Regions from separate parts of the Mus musculus genome. Here all the other regions are linked to region 2. The links are chromatin contacts, called in public promoter capture Hi-C maps. All regions are on one chromosome and are shown on one strand. Each heading gives the region's core, a stretch centred on a gene start, on an enhancer-like site or on the middle of the called end of the contact. The rest is flanking DNA. Distances are from core to core; before and after follow the strand shown. Region 1 holds the start of Kif16b (kinesin family member 16B). Region 2 overlaps Macrod2 (mono-ADP ribosylhydrolase 2). Region 3 holds the start of Otor (otoraplin).

Evidence for each region. Promoter capture Hi-C pulls out the DNA fragments that hold promoters and counts their contacts.
Region 1: a contact with region 2 is called in a promoter capture Hi-C map of second pharyngeal arch cranial neural crest. The contact joins the promoter of Kif16b here to the enhancer-like site in region 2. A contact is called at or near these places in 8 of 39 promoter capture datasets (the C10 cell line, cranial neural crest, frontonasal cranial neural crest and 4 more) and 1 of 115 datasets of contacts at active chromatin or transcription factors (forebrain).
Region 3: a contact with region 2 is called in a promoter capture Hi-C map of second pharyngeal arch cranial neural crest, with 7 times the contacts expected there. The contact joins the promoter of Otor here to the enhancer-like site in region 2. A contact is called at or near these places in 4 of 39 promoter capture datasets (frontonasal cranial neural crest, hippocampal neurons, second pharyngeal arch cranial neural crest and 1 more).

What each region holds. Positions count from the first base shown.
Region 1 is chr2:142,898,770-142,903,587 of GRCm38.p6, forward strand. Kif16b (kinesin family member 16B) reads right to left here and starts at 2,695. Exons shown (of 26, transcript NM_001081133.2): 1 at 2,556-2,695. The coding sequence starts at 2,602. It overlaps Kif16bos (kinesin family member 16B, opposite strand), which reads left to right and starts at 4,196. Exons shown (of 2, transcript NR_131921.1): 1 at 4,196-4,472; 2 at 4,586-4,803.
Region 2 is chr2:140,703,573-140,708,269 of GRCm38.p6, forward strand. All of the region lies in intron 3 of Macrod2 (mono-ADP ribosylhydrolase 2), which reads left to right. Among named protein-coding and RNA genes, the nearest start is that of Flrt3, 34 kb to the left of the region's middle. Within about 2 kb of position 2,034, at least 27 of the 459 cell types and tissues checked have an H3K27ac peak or open chromatin away from gene starts, as enhancers often do. A contact at or near this core is called in second pharyngeal arch cranial neural crest, where this site is marked.
Region 3 is chr2:143,075,779-143,080,469 of GRCm38.p6, forward strand. Otor (otoraplin) reads left to right here and starts at 2,615. Exons shown (of 4, transcript NM_020595.3): 1 at 2,615-2,836; 2 at 3,146-3,285; 3 at 4,148-4,255. The coding sequence starts at 2,722.

The sequences.
Region 1 (4,818 bases), core at 1,445-3,944, 2.2 Mb after region 2:
CATTAGCGTGTCTCTACTTCACTGCCATTTTCTGGATAACTGGCTCCAGAAACTACTCTCAGGATAGTTACCAGTATCCTCACCTCTTTGACCAAGAACCGCCTTCATCTTAGTAACATTTGATACCAACAGCCACTACAGCCTACAGGGACTCTGGCTCATTTCCATGACAGCAAGCCCTTCTTCTACTTGGAATCCTAAGGACAGACATATCCAGCCATCCAATCCCTGACTCCCATTCTCCTGTATAGATAGATTTCCACATGATAATCATAGAAGTATCAAGACTTAACCAGGATTCCAACCAACCACCCGGAACAGAAACATGATTCAAAGATTCAAATTAAACAAGCATGCAACACTCACTGTCTAAACGCTGAGTTGGTAACTCATACTTCCTGCACTTCATGAACACTGGAATGGCTAAGGATGCTCTCAACTTCATTATGTCCTCTCCTCAAATCTTTCCAGCTCTTTGACCACTTAAGCTAATGACTCTCGGAGTCTCCCTATTCCTGCTCCTTCCCATGCAGTAAGTCACCAAATTTTACCAAGATACCAGGAAACTGTCTTGGTGTATCCAATCCACCTTCCCATCTCCACCCCTTGTCCAGATCACTGCTTCCTTAGCTTTTGTCCCAATCCTGATGTCACCAGCATTACTTGCTGGGCACAGATCCTACCTGCCTGCCTACTCAAATCATAAGGCTTCTGTAATGGTTTTCTGCCTCCACGGGCCTGGACTCGAGGCCTATTCTGACAAGGCCCTGAACACACAGCACCCCTTCTACAAAGTCCAGACTGATGAATTTCATCATCCTTCCCTCATTAGACACTACACTCCTAAAAGACACTTACATCTACCCATATTTAGTAAGTGTTTTCTAAAGTTATCTGATACTATTTTCTAGCATATGTTCACATTGTTCAAAAAGAGAACTCGATGGGCGTGGTGGCACACGCCTTTAATCCCAACACTCGGGAGGCAGAGGCAGGCGGATTTCTGAGTTCGAGGCCAGCCTGGTCTACAAAGTGAGTTCCAGGACAGCCAGGGCTACACAGAGAAACCGTCTCGAAAAAAAACAAACAAACAAACAAACAAACAAACAAACAAAAAAAACTCTTGCCGGGCAGTGGTGGCGCATGCCTTTAATCCCAGCACTAGGGAAGCAGAGGCAGGCAGATTTCTGAGTTTGAGGCCAGCCTGGTCTACAGAGTGAGTTTCAGGACAGCCAGGGCTACACAGAGAAACCTTGTCTCAAAAAACCAAAAACAAATAAATAAGCAAATAAATAAAACCAAACAAACAAACAAAACCTTTTATAATATAAATGCTTAAAAATAGAAACAAAACATTTAAAAGACTCCAGGGGTCTATTTATCTTGTATTGATTGGGTATGTGAAGAAACAAATATTCTCCTGAGACTCACACACACACACACACACACACACACACACTCACTCACTCACACACACAAGTCAAACTCCCTAAAAAGTTTTAGAGGTAATTTGAAAATCACACACAAAATGCACTGACTTTCAAAAGCACTGGTATTTATGGATCTACAGCATGATAATGGTTCTTCTACTTGAAGATAAAAAAAAAAAAAAAAAAATAGACTCAGGAGAGTCCAGTAAAATCTGCTGCCCTAACTGGCTGTCAGAACCAACAAACACTGACCTCCTGAAGTAGACAGCATGACTAAGGGAGAACAGCCATATGGCAAGTCAAATGTCCAAGAACTGAAACAGCAATAAACACGAACTGCTTTGTGTGCCCTACGCCCGTCAACTTGGAGGGCATTCACTTATATGCACGTCATTCTCTGGTTAAGCCCATTTAACCTTCTCAAAAGTTAACTTTCTCAAAGCTTCTTTCTGAACTGATGAGGAAGTCGCTGAAAATGGTTTTCAGTCAATGAGGAGAGGAGAGTCACGATGCAAGGCACTACTTTGTAGGAAAAATATAAGAGGTTACACACTAAGTGTGTTCTCACTTTGTGCCCCCTTAACTTGAGTCAAACACGTGCACGTACGTAACTCTCCTTTCGAGGAGTCAAAACTTTGTTGAAGTTTCCTCATCCCCCATGTAAACCTTAACTTATGAACTGCTAACTTTCTGTTTAGACGATGGGTTCACGTTCAAGGACCTGAAAATTCTCTCCAGATTAGAAGGTAACATGATTAACAGAGACTTTGGAGTTGGCACAAGTGAGCGTGTGTCTGACAGCTCGGGGAACCCCTCACACTTCCATGATCGCCCCCAAGTATTTCACTTCACCAACGTGGTTCCTTGGTGTTTTTTTTTTAAAGGGCGAGCAAGAGAGCCTCACGTTCTGGGATGGGGACTGTACATGGAAATCTCCCCGGCCTCGCGGACACTTCCCCTCAGAGTCCCCTTCAACGCGGGAGAGCTTTGCCCTTCAGGACCGCCAAGGCCACTGGCACGGCCAGGTGGGTCAGGGGTTTGTCCCTTTCAATCCAGACCGGCCTCTGAGCGGGGCTGCCCGGGGTTGGGGTGTGGCGAGGGTGGGGGGCGGGAGGCCCCACTCACCTGCGATTCATGGGCCGGACTCTCACGGCCACCTTGACCGATGCCATAGCTCATCCCGGCCCGGCCCGCGGGGGCTTCCAACAGGCCTGCGCCCCGCGGCCGCCGGCCACTCCAGCGACTGTGCCCGTGCCCGCGCCCCCGCCCACTTCCCTCTCACCCGCCCCTCGGCTAGGGCCGACCTGGAGTTGCTAGGCGGCCACACCTGCCAGGCCACTGAGCATGCCCAGAGCGGCTCCGGCCCGCGTGATCCACGCACCGGGGTTTGGCAGCTGCCTACGGCGCGAAGGGGCGGGGCCCGGAAGTCTGGGCCCCGCCTCTTCGGTGGCCACGCCCCAGCGCAGCCCCACCTCGAAGTCAATGGCAACCGGCTGTGCTGTCTCTAACTCGGAAAGTCAAACCCAGTCAGGCCCAGGACGATCACTGCATTTAGAGCATTCTCAAGGAAACCGAGGAATGGACTACCGAAAACGAGCATTGCAACCAATAACATGGTCCTGACTTTATACGGCCCGTGCTCGTCAACTCATCTGTCTTGTTGAGAAGCGAAAGGTCGTGGAGAACTCTGAGGGACTGCTCTGTTTCTTCAAAGAGTTCTAAGCATGTGTTCTGAACCACAAAATTTAGGGTACCAAGAAAACAAAGGATCGAGGATTTTTTTAGGCAGATAGAAATGTCGTTATATTGGTTGGAATCATATCTAAAGGGAGTTTTTGCATTTTGGGGACAGTTTAGCAATTTAACTTTAGTCATTGGATCAAAAGTGAGGACACCCGCTTTCTTCTTTCTTTCTTTCTTTCTTCTTCTTCTTCTTCTTCTTCTTCTTCTTCTTCTTCTTCTTCTTCTTCTTCTTCTTCTTCTTCTTCTTCTTCTTCTTCTTCTCCTTCTCCTCCTCCTCCTCCTCCTCCTCCTCCTCCTCCTCCTCCTCCTCCTCCTCCTCCTTCTCCTCCTTCTCCTCCTTCTCCTTCTCCTTCTTCTTCTTATTCTTCCCTTTTTTTTTATGAGCTAAAGCCCCTGGCATCAGTGATTTCTTACCGGGCTATCTCCCTGTAAATTCATTCAGTTAACCCTATGCCTTCACCTGTAAGTCACCTGCTGGACACAAAAACTCCAGTATCAACTATCTTCCTCCTGCCCCAGTCAGGGTCGCTCAAAACTTACAGACCAGCCTTCCTCCTGGACCCTGATCTCCTGCCTTTGCACTTGCTGATGGAGTATAAAGCAAGCCTACTGACTTGCTCCTCCTCACCCTCGAGGTCTCTAACGACCACAATGGAACATTCTGTCCTCAAGACCAGCATATCCCCGCTATTATTTCACTCCCGGGCAGATGACTTCGGTTCAAATGGTCTCTAGAAAGCTTAGATGTGATGCTGCTTAAGTCCCTGAGGGGAGCCGAAAAAGTCTCCCGGGTTTTTGGCTCGAACTCCAATACTAGCTTTGAGTCTTCCAGTCTGCCTCGCCTGCTAAACTGGAACTCCAAGGGTTTAATAATAGACTAAGTGAAATAATACGACGGCCAATGTGTGGTCCACTAGTACCAGGAGTCCTCATCTCAGCTTTCCTAGAACCCTTCAAGGTAGGGTAGAATCAGAACGTCCCCTTTGTTCGGAGTCCTACAAAGCCTGGACTAAGGCGCTTACAAGTTTAGAAATGGGCGCAGAGTCAGCCAATCAAGGGCGGGAAAACTCGGAGGGTTGAAAATGGGGCGCATGCGCAATAGCAGAAGCAGCGGGCGGGTCCAGGCACAGCCGCCAGCCAGGCTGCACCCGGCTGTGGCAGCCACGGGCAGGGGCGGAGCCCGCCGTATATGGGAGCTGCTTGGGGACAAACTGTGTAGGGTGCGCTCTCGGGCGGGCAGGGCTTCAACACCCTACCAGCTGTAGAGTCGCTGAGAGCAACCAAGACAACCAAGAACAGGTGTGCGAATTCTGCACTCAACTGCAAATCACTTGTTAATGTGAGTTCCTGTTCCTGGAGGTTTTGCTTGTCCAGTTTGGGCTTATGCAGGCCATTCTATCCATAATTTCCAGCAGCCTACACGTGTACATAATCCTCTGATTCCAACACCACCTTGCGATTTGACACAACCGACAAAGTGCTGCGGCCCACGGAACACGAACAGCAAGCCTGCGGATTTTAAACTAGAAGCAGCGAGGTTTCTCGCCAGAGAAATGACTGAACAGCCACCCCTTGATTAATTTACTCTCTGCACCAAGAAAAATGAATAAACAGGAAGGTTTTTAAGGGCTTGCTCATCTTCTCA
Region 2 (4,697 bases), core at 784-3,283:
TCTCAAGGAGTAGCCATTATGCTTGTGTAGTGCAGAGCTGGCCCTGCTTGTGCACACATTCTTACTTTGTTTATTACAGGCTGTCCTCAGCGAACAATGGGTTACAAATGAATGCTGCATATGCATGTGAGCACTTTTATCTGGAGGATAAGTAGAAAATGGCTGTGCATTGGTTCCCAAGAATATCCTGTGGGGTGTTTTGTTTTGTTTTTTAAGTGTGATCCTGTTATCTTGGTATTCTATTCTTATGATATATCTTCTTAGTTTCTTATCCCTTTATTGAAACAGATTCCGCAAATGAAATGAATTAGCTGTGGTTGTGTAAACCCCAAACATGTGCACTATATTGCATGTGTGAGATGTAAGGGGCACTGTGAACAGTTGGACACTGATTCATCTCTGCCCCCCCCCTTTTTTAAGAGAGATTCATGATTTGATTTCTTTGAACTTTTTATAACTTTGAACAATCTACTATTCTAAAAATTCGTCCAGATCAAACAATTTAATTAGCTTCCTTAATACACACACACACACACACACACACACACACACACACACAGAGAGAGAGAGAGAGAGAGAGAGAGAGAGAGAGAGAAGAGAGAAAGAAGAAAAAAACCCACCTCAGTAGAATTGACCCCCTGACCTTAATTCCCAGGAAACTGTCACATTACTTCTTTACCCCTTTGTCTAACTTAACAATGTGACCCAAAATACTGCAGACCTTTAAAGTTTCTCAGCATTGTAAGGTCAAGCTTTGGTCACCTTAGTTACAGTTTAGATCTGCAGGTCAAAGGTCAAAGAGATGAATGATGTCAGACACATCTTACTTGCATGCAGTAAACAGCTGAACATATTTGACATGATAAAGGTATTCTTCAGTTTCACTAGTAAGACCTGCAGGGGCATCAGCCAACAAGGGATTTCCTCGAACACTTTGCAGTGGCGTCCTGTGGAGTCAGCAACAGCGTAATTTTAGATGTATAATCTCTGATGCAGATGGAGAAATACAAAGCGTGCTCAACAGTTCGGATTCCACTTCTCTGCCCCTGTCAGTGGCTTGCTTATCTGTGTGTCGTCAAGCTAACCGATCATCCACATGTTTACAAAAACACTGCCTTGTGCATTTCTGAGAAGGCATAGCACATGCCTTGTCATTGGGATCATATGCTCGTTTGTTTGTTTGTTTGTGGTCTCCTTTCTGCTAACTGGTGATTTATAGTTAAAAGCAGTTACACTTCATTCAGGAAGCGTGTTCATAGTTGAGATCAGATTGGTTCTCTCTCTGGGCTTTATAATTTAACACTGTTTAAAATATGGTCTTTGATCTATTTCCAGAGGTTAGATTCTGTATTCAAATTTTTTTTGTTTTGTTTTGTTTGTTTGTTTGTTTTTGTTTTTGGTTTGTTTTCTTTGAAAAAAATGGTCTGCTATACCCTGAATCAGAGGAAAAGAAAAACAAAGACAAACAAGCAACAACTACTTGAAAAATTCACACAAAGTTTTTATAAGTAATAGCCTATAAATACTTTTAATTAAAAACTACAGAAATACACTTTAAAATGATGAATCGAGATACTAGGTGAGCTGAGTTTTAAATTATTATTAAAATATATGTATAAGAATTTAAAAAAATCACTGGATTGTGACTCTCAGACATGAATATTCTAGAGAATACTTTTTTGTTGTTGTTTTTAAAGCTCTACCACCAGTGTGGAGCCTTACAGACGACAATGTGTGTAAGCATCAGGCTTAGGCTAATTAAACATTAAAGGATGCCCTGCTTCTGAAGGTTTTGTTTCCCGTGTGTATTTTGTGCAGCTGTAAGACTTAAGCTTGCTGGAGCATTTGGTCTTGATCACTAACTATAAAGGTAGACAAAGGAGAGAACTAGGAGGTTTGGCAGCTGGGAGGTGTTAATATGGAATTTAATAGCAAAGGAGATGGGGGTTGGGACTTTTCTAGGTGAAACAGAGATTGGCAGCTGGGTGGAGGAAGCAAGTCCAGCAGTCTGAGAAGAGCTGGTTGCCTGTGAGTTTCAAGTGACAGCCAGCTTTCATGTGAATGAATGGGTTGTCTCTGGGTTTCCCTTTCAATTCAGTGTGAGCCTTTGCCTTGTTGATGTGGAAGAAAGCAACGACTCAGCAAAGAAGGTAATTGCTGACCTGTTTAGCAGCACTTAGGGACACTGCTTCAACACACCGATGGATTATTCTGTTTGTTCATTATGTCAGGACAATAGCAAATCAATATTTAACTGGTAAAGAGGTTACCACATCGAAATACTGGTTTCTATAAAAACGATTCACACACAGGAGATCCTGAAAAAAAAGTTTTGTTTTAAAGAATAAAATATCCGAAGTCAAATAAAATAGGAGGCTGCACTCAGCTTTCAGGATCTGAATTGCGTTGCTGTTTTGATCAACATTTAGGCTGCTTTTAGGGTCTTGTCTCTAATGCATTGTTTCTGCTGCTTAAACCAACCAGTTCCTAATGTCTTTGCACCTATGTGTCAAAACCAATGGGATTTTCAACATCATATTTTATTTGCTTTTATTTTAAAGCCCAATCTGTTCTTGTTCACCTCCAATGACTTTTGATTTGTCAATTTATACATTTCCACTCCTGCTAGTGCTCGGACCCCAAAGTGTGCAAGTTCTGCTACTGGAGCAGCATCCTCCTCTGCAGGGTGCGTGTGAGAAGTCAGCTGAGCACTGTTCCAGACTCCAGACTAGCTGAGATGCCGGAGAGAAGGATGGCACTCTTTAAAACTGTGTTCTGGAGCCAGACTCTTCCCTGTCAGATCTGCGTGATGTCGGGCAAAATATGAATCTCCTGGAGTCAGCTTCCTTATTTCTAAAATAAAACAATTCCGTTGTTTCCATACAAGTATTTTGTTTCCTTACCTTACAAGAATTTTGTAAAGTTGCTTTAGTTTTTTCTTTTCTTCCTTATTTTTTTTTAAACCTGTGTACTATCTAAATTAACCCCTGATGCAAGGAGACTTTCCCCAGTGGACAACACATGTCCATCTTCCGGTTAGTGCACTTGCCAACCCCAAAGTGTACTTGTACAGGGCAAATGACAGTTGTGTAGGTGTGTACTCGGACTGTGACGATGGAGAAATGTCAGCTGCACCAGGCACAGATGAAACACCACCAAAACCTGAAGCGATTGATGTGGGCCTTCTTTATGTCACTGTATTTCTCCAGTATGTCTCCTGGAAGGCTCAAATGAGTTACAGGACCACATCATCACTCCTGAGCTATTGAATAATCGGAGTGACCATATCCATGAACCTTTTCAGTACCGAGGTTTCAGTACATTGTCACCAAAATTTCTTCCAGTGTAATGCATCATATAGACCCAGTGCAGACTTGAACATTTTCCCTTTTCTTTCCCTTTTAGCTTGAAGTTCTACTTCTTTAGAAGGGATACATTGCCTTTGGGCCGTTTCCTGCCTCATCTCTGAGCTCATCTTGGTATTTCTTTACCTACAGATCCTTTTAAAAGCTTAAGGGAAGAGTCACACAGCAAGTATGTTAGAGTTGTCCAAGATCTATCATTTTGCTTTTCTCAGGTCATATTTTCCTCCTTGGCATCTTCCTTTATATCTATGGACTTTGTTTTGCAATGAGCATAGCCTGTTTTTCCTAATTCACATTTCCATTGATCTGTGTCACATGTTTAGTACTCCAACTTTGTGCAACTTAGTAATCACCCTCAACTCTAGAAGCAGTTCCATGACCACAGAGAGAGCACTGGGTGATTGCTTTCCAGCCTAAGATAAGCCTCTATAAGAGTACACTACACTCAGCATCTGTCTCATCATGTGTGCGTTTTGCATCTTAAACCATAAATAGTGTGGCTTTCTAATTCGGTCTGCATTAATACTATCTGAAGGTGTTATTGAAACTGAGACGCCTAGGACCCAGCTCTAGAAAATTTGATTCCACAGCTCTGAATCAAAGAAGAACATGTGCTTCTAAGAAGTTTTCAAGCCATGCTGCTGCTGCTGCCTCCGCTTTGTGGACCACAACATAAAACACCAGTAGTGGCACTGAGATTTGCAAGTAGTCTCTTTCCGGAGTATGTTTCTTTCTAAAGTACAAAGAGTGTGGCGTGTGCTTTCCAGGTGTTCTGAGCTATGGCCTCTGTTGATAAGAGCTGCTTCAGAATTGTATTCCCTTCCCTGGCTGCAGCTCAGATAAAACGACTAGACAATGCAGGGAGTGCCAAGGTCTCTCTGTTTTGTCTTGATCATGATAATTCTGTGGGCCCTTCCTGCTCCAGTCTCTCTCCTTAATCTTGCTTCCATGGCTCCTAAGAGCACACTCCGATTAAACTCTATCTCAGTGTTAGTTACCACAGAATCTGGCACACAGCCATAGATAATAATATAATGTATTGTTAGTATGGATTTGACATTAGTTAGATATCACAATTTGTATGTAGGAGCTTGGGAACCTTGCTTTTTTCCTTCATTTTCAGACACATAGTAGGGTCATGTCAAAGTTCTTGATTCTTTCTCGCTTCTGTTTCCTGAGCTGCAGAATTTCTTAGGCCTCGGCAACCCTTCTCTGTAGTCATACGGGATCAATGTCTACCTTTCTGTTTATTTGTGCTCTAGTTGGGAAAGCATTCCCACAGCATCCATTGTTAGACTCCACATTTGCTCTATTTCATCCATAACAAACACC
Region 3 (4,691 bases), core at 1,365-3,864, 2.4 Mb after region 2:
CAGACAGCTATCAGTCAGCACAAAGTGTTAATCAGTGTTTGCGTTTTCCTAGAGATGCTTTTAGGTTCTTGGATTAAAGGCAGAAAAAAACCAAACCAAACCCACCCCGCCATTCCACTTTCCTAGGTGGGTTCTAATTCACTCTCCTTGATGTGAAACAGGAAAGATGATTGACAAATCCATTTTAATTTGACATTGACAAGAGGCAGTGGCAGTGGATCACAGTCCCTCTGGGTGACCTGTGGACAGGGTGGTCAGGAAAGGACACTTTGGCCACTGTGGGCTTTTTATCATCTCTTATAAAGATACTGCATAAAAGAGTCTTGCAAATCAGGCCAACTGTATACAGGATACTTCCCTTAAAACGATTTTCCCTAAAAACCCTTACACATACATAAACAAAACAGTAAAATTCTATTACACGCATGGTACATATATCTACGCCAAGTAAGAAGATTTTTTTATTCTACTAAACTACTTCACCTGACCAGAAAGATGCCTGTCTCAAGCACCCTATAAAAAGCAGCTACATACTGTCTGTCTCTCCTGGTAAATGATAAAGTGTTTGGACCAAGGCTGTTTTTGTTTTTGTTTTGTTTTGTTTTGTTTTTTAATTCAGTACCAGATTCCACATGCCTAAAGCAAAAACACAGTATATGTGCACAGCAAATCTTTACTAAACAGATGGAACAATGACAATGTATTGATGACTTCTAAAATGTTCCTGACAGGGCTTTTCAGTGCAAGGATATTTTAGCAATAGGGAGCCAAGCAATACCACGGAGTTACAGCACACAACAAGCTTCACACAAGAGATTGAGTGAGCAAAAACAGAATGGCAGCTGTCTCTGGGTGAGAACAGTAGGCAGGGCTGAGGAGGGTGTTTCTAGGGGCTTTGCAGTGTGCACAGAGAGCTAGTGGCAAAGTACAGTGGGGTCATTAAGTATTGCTTGGCCATTAACTGTAAGTCATGGGGGTGAGGATTCCCAAGTTCCAGATTGAGGGGCAGGCCAGGGGCAGAGTGAGTTTTCACTGGCCTATTTCCCTACTGTGCCTCTTCCTATGGAACAGACACTCAAGAGTGGGAAAGTGGGAAAAGCTAAGTGTCTTACTAGGGGTTTTATTGCTGTGAAGACACACCATGACTATTATGAAGGAAAAGATTTAATTGAGACTGGCTTACAGATCATAGATTTAGTTCACTATTGCCATGGTCAAGAGCATGGTAGCATGAAGACATTTTCATTGCAACCACCACAGTAACAATTCTCAAGTTTCACCCTCTTCTCTTGGATCAATCAGCATTTGTAGATTAAATACATGATCCTTAGAAGAAGTTGCTACAGTTTTGATCTTGGATGTCTCTAAAACGCCACCTTCATGTTAAAACGTGTGCTCCGCCAGATTGGTGCAATTGGGAGGAGGCTGAACCTTTGAGGGGTGAGGACTACTGAGAGGCACATATGTCATTGCGGGTGACGCAAAGGAGATTGCAAGGTCCTGCTGGCTTTTCTTTCTGTATCTTCTGGTTCCTGGCCGTAAGTGGTGTTCTCTGCTACTGGCTTCTCCCAGGACATGCCACAGAGCCACATTAATGGGAGCAGTGACCATGAACTAGAACTTCCAGACCTGTAACCCACACAAACAAACTTTGTCTTTATAAATTGATTGTCTCAGGTTCCATGTCGTAAGCTAACGAACACTGGAATAAAGAAAGATTTACCTTCTTTTCTTCCCCCACTTATTTCTTGCTTCCACATTAGTAAGATCTGGTTGTGATATTAACTAATATATTATATAATCCACAGTGGCTCAGGCCAAACATAACTTCTAAGAAACCTATCACAAAATATTTGTGTAAGAGTTCTTTATATTATGTAAATACATATTTACATATACAAACAACACAAAATACATTATGCAAATATATTTGCATATATTATGCAAATCTAGAATTTTATTAGACTTACTAAAATAAAATTTGTTCTCAAGACATTTTGACTCTTTAAAATGTATATGTGTGCCGCACTGTGTGTGTGTCTGTGTTTACATGTGTGTGGACGTATGCATATGTGTTCCTGAGAAGGCCTGACATTGACAATTGGGTATCTTCCTTAGTTTCTCTTCATTTTATTTATTGAGGGTCTTGCTGAACCCAGAGCTTGCTGATTACAGTTTCTCCAGTTAGCAAGCTTGCCTCCAGGATGTCTTGTGTCTGTCTCTGCCACAATGCCTGTCTAGTTGTTGTATGGGTTCTGGGGTTCTATTCTAAACACTTGCATAACAAGTGCCTGATCCAGTGACCATCTCCCTAGTCTCCATTTTACATCTTGAACAGATTCCTACAGTCAATACATGTTTGCTCATAAACTGAAAGAACAGGAGGACAAAAGAGAAAAATAAACAGTGGTTGATAGTCTCACAGGCCTCTCAACAGAGCCCTGCTGGTAGACGCCACAAGCTGTGGCAGATACAGCTTTAAGCATGGCATGACATTTGTGTGGAACACAGACACAGGGCGTTTGACTCTCTCTGAAAAATGAAATGCCAAAAAGCCTCTGGAATCCAGTTGCACACATTATAAAATTACAGGGGAGGAGAGAGAGGGGGGTGGGGGTTGGCCCCTTCCTATTGGCTGGGTATTTACCCAGAGAGTCAGCTTTCAAATAAAAGAACCCTTGAATCAGGCAAAGAGTGCTAGTCAAAACAGCAAGAAGGAAGATGGCAAGGATATTGATTCTTTTGCTTGGGGGCCTTGTGGTTCTATGTGCCGGGCATGGTGTATTTATGGATAAACTTTCTTCTAAGAAGTTGTGTGCGGATGAGGAGTGTGTCTGTAAGGCACTGTTAACGGTTTGGTTCTCATTGTCTTTCTATCATATAATGGGAAATCTGTCTGGCAAACAGCCAGATTGTACTTTGCAGTGAATCCTAAATGTGCTCATTGTTTGCAGCTCTGTGTCTCAAGGTCTGTGTTTGGGGTCTAACTGCAGAGAATTCATTTCCTAAGATTTCCTTGTCGCCCCCCGCAACCCCCGTTTGAAACCCAGCTGTGCTCTCCTTTCCTCTCTCCTACCTTTCTTACACTTTGCCTTCTTACTCATAGGACATCTGGTCACTTCCCCCCCTTTTTTTTCTCTTCCAGATACTATTTCTCTGGCAAGAGCACAGGAAGATTACAATGCCCCAGACTGTAGGTTCATCGATGTCAAGAAAGGGCAGCAGATCTATGTTTACTCCAAGCTGGTAACAGAAAACGGAGCTGGAGAGTTTTGGGCTGGCAGTGTAAGACGAGACTGTTTTTAATACATACATACACACATACATACATACATACATACATACATACATACATACATACATACATATGTATATATTCTTAATTGTATTACTCTTAATTTTTCCTGGCTTTCCTGTCCTCAGTCCGTTTAATGTTTAACAGTAGCTGCAAAGATAATATGGAAACCGTAAGTGGAAACACAAAAATTCAGATTCATTTTTAAAAAGGGGTGATTTCACAACAAAATTAAGGGTAATTCAAACTGATGTTTTGATCAGGGGAAAAAAAACATGCATGCTGAGGTTTCTGCATTGCACATAAGTTAAGTCTCTTTCAAAAAATGTCTAAGAGGATTTGCCAAGGGTTGTGTGTGACTGGTCAGTCTAAAGGGGAAAATCCTCTTTGATTTTGCAGGAGCCACTTGCTTGACTTAAAATGTACCCACAGACCAAAGCAGAGTCCAGGGAGGGATGAAGCATGGGTGATGTCATCCAAGAGATACATCTAAAACCGATGAAGGTGTCAGTCAGGATGTACTTACTATATGTCACTTTGAATTGCTAAAAAGTGGAAAGTACACATACTGTAAAATGGGAGTCCATTTGCTTTAAATTTTTATTGACCTTAACTTCCTATAGATTCCAGATGATTTCAGGCAAAGTACGAGAGTACAGAAAGAGAAGTAATGTTAAGGTAGTGAGGCTCAGAGTTCCTGATGCTGCCAGTGAATTTCACATTTGCTCTGAATTCCCTGGAATGCACAGCTAAAGGGAGCACTGGCTTGTGTAATTTTCATTACCAGGAGAGGAGTTTCTCAAAAGCCCTGCCATCAGCTTTTCCCTAACTGCCGCTGCTTTGGGCACACAGGTTTATGGTGACCACCAGGATGAGATGGGAATTGTAGGTTATTTCCCCAGCAACTTGGTGAAGGAGCAGCGTGTATACCAGGAGGCCACCAAGGAGATCCCAACCACGGTAAGCATCTCAGAGGTGACTGGAGGATGAATCAGATTTCGGGGTAATGTAGACTTTGTTTTTGAGAATATGTCCTTCAATTTACAGTATATGCTGTACAAAATAGGGGCCAACAGTGACTTTTATGAGTTGGTAACATGTAGAATGTCATATTGGCTGTCGGCGTTGTGAGGTTGGCACACTTTCTTCACACATTATAATCACTCTATCTAAGTTTGTTTTCTTTAAATGTTTCAACTTTTGAAAACTGTATTTTATCTTTACTGGGAATATAATTGACCAGTAAAATTGTATATTGAAGATATTCAACTTGAAGTTTTGAGGTAAATACATACTATAAAATGATCATCCCAACAGGCTGACTCACAAGTCACACCTGCCACCTATACTTAACTCTCTTCCCATGTCATAAGTGCGCACACACCTGTGTGTGCGT